Linked DNA regions of Rattus norvegicus: region 2 is linked to region 1. A link is a contact called in public Hi-C data. All regions are on one chromosome and are shown on one strand. The core of a region is the stretch at or near the end of the contact, and the rest is flanking DNA. Distances in the headings are between cores, read along the strand shown.

Region 1 (4,356 bases), core at 882-3,381:
AAAGTCATGTAGTTTGCCAGGGATTTTAATTTTTCTGTATTTCTGTGTCTCGGGAACTTACTGACACAGTAGAGTTGGTTAGGAATCCTGATTTCCCTGACAGTTAACTTCTAAGGCTGAAGGGCAAATGGCACCAATGGGGAGAACCATTGATAGGAGAAGTGGGGAGAGGGTAGCAGCCCAGTTGGACAATTTGTTTTTCATTTTTAGGATGATTGCCAAAGCAGATCCTGGCATCCCTCCTCCTCCCAGAGCTCCTGCCCCTGTGCCACCAGGGACTGTCACACAGGTGGACGTTAGGAGTCGAGTAGCAGCCTGGTCTGCCTGGGCAGCTGACCAGGGTGACTGTAAGTACCCAGACCTCACCCTTCTGAGGATCCACTTCGGGTTATGCTGTCTTTCACCCTTTCAGATCCTCATGCTCATTTCTAGGTCAGAGTTCACGTTAAAGAGCTAAATCTTAGAGGTTATAAAGTTAAGTCTGGACTGCTGTTAAGGTGGTTGTCCATGAGAATTCATGCCAGCCATTTAGTAGATACTCTATGAGGATGGAAGTCATTTCTGACTGGCTACCTGCGTGACGTCGACGTGACTAATACGCTAGGTGTCACATTGGTCACTGTGACTCATAGATTCACCGCTGGCAAGACTGTTTTCAATTTCTCTCCCCTAACACCCTGAATGGCACCTGTCTGGAACTATACATTCTACAGGTAGGGAAGTCACTTGAGCTGGGTTTTTCTGTGCTGTATGACTGAAGCTCATGATGTCTTTAGTGATGGTTACTCTCAATCCCATGGGCTAAAACTTGATACCTGAAATAAGAGCTGGCTCTGCTTATCCATGTGACCGTGGAAGGTCATCTTTTTCCATGCTTTGACCTTAACCGTAAAGTGGGTACAACAACACGCAGCTTTCTGTGACTGCAGAAGCCACTCATACTATGATCACAGTCAGCCCAGGGACGTAAGACTCACTGTCAAAGAGCATTGATGGCTTTTGCTTTGGGAATTACATCAGTCTCAACCAGTTATCTCTGTAAATACCATGGTTTTTAAAAGACTAGGATTTATAGTGATCTGTGCTTATCGTGACACCAAGGTAGGTTTCCTTGGTATCGTTCTGGTGGAGGGGGTTTGGATAGTCGCCGCTATTGTTGTCTTTTGTGTATGTGTTGGAGAGATGTCAACACTGACATGACTTGAGGAGAAGACATATTAACACTGACTTGACATGAGGAGAAGACATATTAAGTTAAAGAGATCCTCAATAGAGTTGTAGGAATGCATATGAAATTAATACAGTTGTACAATAAAAGAATTTATACTCAGGTATTCCTGAGCTCTTACTAGATTTTGTGTAAAATGTTCCTGGCATTGCCATCCGTTACAATTACAGTGACATAGACTTCTAGCTTTCTAATTGTTCAGACAGAACTCAAGACCTGGTATACAAAGTTCTGTGTGAGTGCCAGAGAGTCTCAGTTGGGGGTGTCCTAAAGGAGGCTCCCTCTGCTCCCTCTGAGGTTTCATCAACTCTGACTATAGCCCCAGAGAACTCTGACATGTAGTAACCCTGTCTTCCAAAAGTGAGTTCAGCAAAATGGTGGCAGTAGTTCCCGGGACCCCAACTCACTTTGCCCCAGACAATGTTGTGGGGTCTCTCGGAGACACCGATTCCTTCTGTGAGACATAGCCTTCTGTGTAGCCCTGGATGTTGTGGGGCATCAGTATGTAGCCAAGGCTAGCCTGGTCACCCCTGCCTCAGCTTCCAGAGTGACCCCCTTTGGAGTTCCTAATGGCGGTTTCAAGTTGACTTCCCTGCCTTCCATGGTACCACTGTACCACGAAGGCAGCAGCCACTTGTAAAACGGCCCCTAACCGTCAAGCTTTGTTCATGCAGATTAATGAGCTTGAATAGTTAGAGTTAAAAATGTAGTTTTGTGTGGCCCAGCAATTCCCTTTTCTCTTCCCGTGCGTTCCATGTCTGGCCAGTGTTAGCATGAAGGAGAAATTGGGATTCCGAGTGGCCAGTATGTTTCGGCAGTTCTCCGCATTAAGCCTCATGAGTCATGATGATGTATCATGAGTTCTCCCTCCACTCCTTGTGATCTAGTGCTCCTGCCCAAGCCATATGCCTTTTCGCTTAATGTACTCTGAAACACATTGCCCCAGCTGTCCATGTTACCATAGTGCTGACTGACTCACCTCAGGAAGGCATCTGTGATGGAGGTCTCATGATTAGCACTCACAATGGAGCTTTCTTGACATCGCGAACGCCTCTGAGACGCGTATTCAGTGTTTTATCTCGAGTCATATGATTTAAGCGCAGTGATCCAAAGGCTTGTGGGTTTTATGCTGACTTACAACGGCCATTGAGAAATCACTGTACTCTCAGAGCTGCAACGCTTTTGTGGTAGTCACAGGGTTGGAATGTGGGGGGACCAGCAACCCAGGCTGTGAAGACGGTTCAGTTGGTACAGTGCTTGCCACATCAGCATGAGAAGCTAAATCCCATTCCCAATGCCCAGGTATAATGGTGAGTGTCTGTAATTCAAGCTCAGGAGGGGGAAGACAAGGGGTTCCTAAGGCTTGCTGGACATAACTACCTCCAGGAAGGAGGGGGCATAGCTGGTTAGAACCTTAGATATGTGGGCAGGCCAATCACCAGCTGTGCCCAGTGCTCCTGGTACCCGTGGCAGGACATACTCAGGGGCCACGAAGTATCACCTTGACTTGTTTGTTCCAGCGAACTCCCCGATCAGCAACTGGAATTCCTCCCTCATCGTCTCTCATGTTCATTTCTGTATTGATATTAACAAACGTAGAAAGTCTCACAATTCTCCTTTCTTTTCAGTCGAGAAGCCCCGGCAGTACCACGAGCAAGAGGAGACGCCCGAGATGATGGCAGCCCGGATTGACAGGGATGTGGTGAGTGCTGCCCGAATCCGGTTTAGCTCATGGTCCCTTCTGCTTTGTGAGGAGGGGGAAACAAAGGCATCGGGATTGGCAAAAATGTCCGCAAAATTTATATTTTCCTCTTCCCAGCGTTCAGTATTGAAAATTGAATTTTCGCTTAACCCCTTGTCCGTCCTTCCTAGTATTTAGCTTGATGTTACCTCCTACAGAGCGCTGGCAACTCGGCCAGGTTGCAGAGGGCATGAACCCGAACTTCCAAGAACCTGGAAACCAATTGTCTGGTTTTGCTTTTTTTTTAATGGTCTGTGATTCATAGACACAGACCATTTAATGTTTGCTCATTTTGGTTTATTAAGATATTTTACAGCTGGAGAGATGGCTCAGTGTTTGCAGGGCTTGCATCAAAAGTTTGGAGGCTGGAGTTCACACCCCTAGAGTAGATGGCTGTTGGCAGCCCATCACTAGCTAGAAGAGTAACCATTAGAGAAGCAAGTCCTAGGTTCCACTGAGCGGCTCTGCCTTATTTGTTGAAGGTGGGAGAGGAACTAGGATGATTCAGGACATCCGTACTTGGTCTGCACAGGTACACACATGTGCACACACACACCTACAGGCAAGGGAAGCTGCAGGCACCTCTTCACACATGTGCCCACTCACATGCAAATGAGGACATACACACTCACACGCACACACACCACACCCTCATGAAAATAGAAAACATACTTTAGAATACCTTAAAAGGAGAAGTTAAGTGACATTTAAAGTGTAAATATTAATGCTTTATAAAGAAGAATGCTGTATTTATTGCCGCTTCTTTAGAGCAATTAACTTGCAGGGGTAATTGACAGTTAATGGCTATGTCTGTCACATTTTAAGTGTGTGATTTATTTACCTTTTAAACTATACACATTCCCAGGTTCTTTTGGGAAAAAAAATCACTGAAAGGAGTCTGACATTTAGAATTAATTTTTAAAAGATTTTCACTTTTCAAAATAAGGGCATATTAGAATCAGGACTGCGAGTAGTTCTTTTTTAAAAAAGAGTATTCTGTAGTTGTCTTCAGACATTTCAGAAGAGAGCATCCCATCCCAGAAGGTTGTGAGCCACCATGTGCTTACTGGGGCCTGGGATCTGCCTAACTCAGTCCCTGCTCAGTGGGAGAGCAGTCGGTGCTCTTAACCACTGAGCCATCTCTCCAGCCCATTCTTAATCGATTTTGAGTGTGTGTGTGTGTGTGTTCTCTCTCTCTCTCTCTCCCTCCCCCTCCTCTCCCCCTCCCCCCTCTGTGTGTGTGTTCTCTCTCTCTTTCTCTCTCTCTCTCTCTCTCTCTCTCTCTCTCTCTCTGTGTTCTCTCCCTCTGTGTGTGTGTGTTCTCTCTCTCTCTTTCTCTCTCTCCTCTGTGTGTGTGTTCTCTCTCTCTCTCTCTCTGTGTGTTCTC
Region 2 (4,007 bases), core at 1,022-3,521, 200 kb before region 1:
TGTAGCGTGTAAGAAATTCATAAAAACAACCTATTCCCTAGATCTCCCTTAATTGGTTTGTACTGGTAACTGGTATATAGCCTCAAGAGAGAATCTCTCGGAGTAGCTCTGTCTGCCCTAGAATTCAGTCTGGAGCAGGCTGCCCTCAGGGTTAGAGCACTCCTGCGCCTGCCTCCCAAGTGTTAGAATCAAGAGCGAATACCAGGACACCCAGAAAGAGCAGTTTTAAAACCCGCTTGAAACCGTTCAAAAGTAGAATGATATTCAAAAGCTATTGTTTCAACATGAACTCCAGTATGGAATTATTCTGTTACAATTTTGTGGCTCGTGACTACTGCGGGAGGTCAGTCTAGTACCCTGATTTCCAGTGATCCTGTCAGTGGTGTGACTGGCTGGCACTTCCGTGCTCCTTCAGTTTTCTTGGTTTGCTTTTGAGTGAGACAGGGTCTCACTCTGGAGCCCTGGCTGGACAGAGCTTCTCTATGTATTCTAGACTGACATTGGAACTCATTGCAATCCTCCTGCCTTGGCCTCCCAAGTTCGGATTGTTTTCCCAGCCACTCTCCTGGATCTGTAAAGTTCTAAACTCATTTCCCAACAGCACTTAGTTACTTCTAATTTCCTGAATAAATGATAGTGCCACCTACTCCCACATAACTATATTTTATGACCCAGGTTAAACAAACTCACTCAAACTTTAGCATACTTTAAATATAGTTTTAAACATATAATATAGCATTAAAACTTTAAAGTAGTACCTAAAGCCAAATATTTTATGATGTCAATTACATGAAAATGTGAATTCATATGAAAAAAGGCCCAGTGAATTCATTACAATGCTATAAGGGGAGTCGTTAATGACAGGGTTATAAATTTTGTATTTTTCTATGTTTTTGACATTTTCTACAACATACATCACACCTTCAGACAGGAACAAGCATAAACTATTTAAATATTTTTAAAACACCGTGTTACTGCATCTGAATGTGCTTGACTCCTGGAGTGTTTGATTAGGTAATGGCATCGTGAGAAATGCTACCTTAGGAAGAAAATTTTACAGGAACGAAAGTGAATTTTCGTTTAGCCACTAGATGGCGGTCGTCCAACATCTATTACACAAAATGCCAAGGCCAACCTTGTAGAGATGGTGCGTCATTTACACAAATACTTTCATTTTTCAACTAACAAATTATAATGTCTTGTTGGCATTTAGAAAATTTTAAATGTACAATAAAATGTCATTGGAACGATTAGAATTCAAATGAACCTTTCATAAACACGTCTTGTTTATTGATACCAATTACTTTTATCTAATTTGGCCCAAAAGCCGCTTAGAAAGTGGCAGCAATTTCCTTCCTCCTGGAATCCTTGTTTGTTTTTCTTGTTGATTTAGGCTCTCAGGTGATAACCACAACATGATTACTTTGTCTAAGTGGATAAATTCAAGGTTTAGGTCACTGATACCCTCCTACGCATGCGGTTCCATATTGGCAGAAACCTGAAGGGTCAAGTTGAGTCAAATTTCCAAAGGTCAGAAGATGGTAGGGAGAAAGGCGTGCGTTTGAGAAATGTCGTCATGGCACATGTCTGTGTCTAGTGATTCTGCACTGTCTCTGAAATAACGTATTCGTGGATATTACCAATGAATACCCCTCAGAATTCACAGGACAATCAATTGTTTGGAAATACACTTTAATTTTTAATATTTAGTCATGCATATGTCTCTCTGTTAATGTATGCACGAGTACGGGTGCCCACAAGAAGAACGTACCATAGCCCTTAGAGCTGGAGTTCCCGGATGCTGTGAGAGTTGGATGCTGGGTACAGAAGTCAGGCTCTCTAGAAGAGCGCTGAGTGTGGTTAGTGCTGAGCTATCGCTTCAACTATTAGAAGGATGTTTAGAAATCGGCGTTGCCACCTGGGCATAGTGGCCCACGCCTTTAATCCCAGCAGGTGGGACGCAGAGGCAGATGGATCGGTGAGTTTGAGGTCAGCCTGTTTTGCATAGTGAGTTCCAGGACAGCCAGGGCTACACGGAGAAAACCTTTCTGGGGAGGGGGGGTGGGGTTCGGCGTTCCCATTTCCCGAAGTTTTTGCATCTAGCATTTGATAAGCATCAACGAAGTCATGAATGGTCTCTAGAGCTGTTTTCTCCTTTCCAGGTCTGACCATTGCTTGTCAGCAGCGCTCCTTCTCTTTGTTAGTTTGGTTGGACGATGCTCGGAGCACTGCATCCACTTGGTGATTAAACAAGACCCAGGGATGAATCAGAGCTGGGAGACGCAGAGCTGGCTTTCTGTCAAGTCAACTAGCCTTTGGCTTTAAAAATGTGAGAGGTGTTTCTAATGTCTAGATCCTAGAACTGGAGATACATGCCAAGGGTTGCCACTGCTGATCAAAGAGGAACACATAAACACATAGAGATTTTTTTTTAAAAAAGATTTATGTATTTTTATTTCATCTACGTCTGGGCACCATGATATAGGTGCCATGCCACTAGAGGCCAGAAGAGGGCATCAGAGTCCCTGGAACTGGAGTTACAGACAATTGTGAACCCTTATGTGGGCGCTCGGAGCCAAAGCCACATCCTTTTCAAGAGCAAGTGTTCTCAACGACTGAGCCAGCTCTCCCGCTCCTAGCAATTTTTTAAAAAATTTTCTGACTACAAAATATACATTATTTATAATTTTCTGATTACCCCTAAAAGCCCAAAATGGTGAAATGGCTCATGATTTCCCAAATCTGATAATGTTTCTTAGAAATAGTTGTAAAACCAGATTTAAGTGCTTTGTTTCCCCTTTCTGCTTTTCTTGTTTGTTTGTTTGTTTGTTTGTTTGTTTGTTTTGTGCTGGGGATCTATCCCAGAGTCTCACACTGAAGCACAGGCCCTACTGCTGGATTAAACACCCAACTCCAATTTTAAGAGCTTGTATTAAATGAGGGTATCCTGGCTGTCCTTGGACTCACAGAGAGCCACCTGCCTCTACCTCCCAAGTACTGGGACTAAAGTCCTGTTCAATCATGTCCAGCATACTGTGAATGATTTAAAAGCAAGAAAAAAAGGTTTATCTTGCTTTTAAATAAGATAATTTAAGAACAAACTGCTTTTGTGTTTATTTTCTAAGCCTGGTTATGGTGGTGCCTGCCATTAATCACAGTGCTGGAGAGGCAGAGGCAGGAGGATCTCTGTGAGTTTGAGGCTAGCCTGGCCTATAAAGCAAGTTCCAGGACAGCCAAGGCCACACGGAGAAATCCTGTCTCAAAAAAACAAAAAAAAAAGTTTATTTTATTTCTCTTCTTGGGTTCAGAGTTCACGCTTAAGTGTTTTATTAGCATCCATGAATTATATGCATAATAACGGGTTCCCTTATGACAATTTCATACATGAGCATGCAGTGCTTCATACATGAGCATACAGTGTTTCATACATGAGTATACAATGGTTCATATGTGAGCATAGAGTGTTTCTAACATATTCCCTCTCCCTGCACCATCTCTTGTCTGCTTCCCACTCTAGCTAATCCTCCCCCCAACTATTCTCACTTCCACTTTTACAATATGTTAAGATGTATTTATTTATGTCTCAGTGTGAGTGTATATGCATGCGTGTGTGTGCCTACCTGTGCATGCATGTGGAGGCCAGAAGGACTTGAGTGTCCTCCTCCATCACTCTCTGCCTACCCCTTTGAAGTCATCTCTTTCTTGAACTGGAATGAACTAGGTTGAAGCCATCACGTTCCAAAGACCCTACTGTCTTCTACCTGTAGCCCAGAGCTGTGGTGACAGGTGTTTGTGGGGACTCCCTGATTTTTCTTTTTGAGGGTTTGAGGATGTGAATTTAGGTTCTCATGATTGCGGAGCAAGTGTTATTAACCATTCGGCCATCTTTTCCGGCCTGTCCCTTCTACACTCATCATGTTATCCCTCACCCACAATGTCCCTGACACTAGTCATCTCGGCTCATGCAGTCCTCCTACGGGCAGCCCTCATTGCTTGCACGTGAAGTA

The links. Hi-C and Micro-C count contacts between places; a contact is called where the count stands out from the background.
Region 2: a Hi-C map of the A7r5 cell line shows a contact between it and region 1, with 4 times the contacts expected there. The contact joins two enhancer-like sites. A contact is called at or near these places in 2 of 12 Hi-C or Micro-C datasets (the A7r5 cell line and hepatocytes).

What each region holds. Positions count from the first base shown.
Region 1 is chr4:172,164,671-172,169,026 of GRCr8, reverse strand. Eps8 (EGFR pathway substrate 8, signaling adaptor) reads left to right here. Exons shown (of 21, transcript NM_001376935.1): 8 at 211-347; 9 at 2,857-2,930. Among named protein-coding and RNA genes, the nearest start is that of Eps8, 51 kb to the left of the region's middle. Within about 2 kb of position 2,131, at least 6 of the 93 cell types and tissues checked have an H3K27ac peak or open chromatin away from gene starts, as enhancers often do. A contact at or near this core is called in the A7r5 cell line, where this site is marked.
Region 2 is chr4:172,365,370-172,369,376 of GRCr8, reverse strand. No RefSeq gene overlaps it. Among named protein-coding and RNA genes, the nearest start is that of Strap, 10 kb to the left of the region's middle. Within about 2 kb of position 2,271, at least 5 of the 93 cell types and tissues checked have an H3K27ac peak or open chromatin away from gene starts, as enhancers often do. A contact at or near this core is called in the A7r5 cell line, where this site is marked.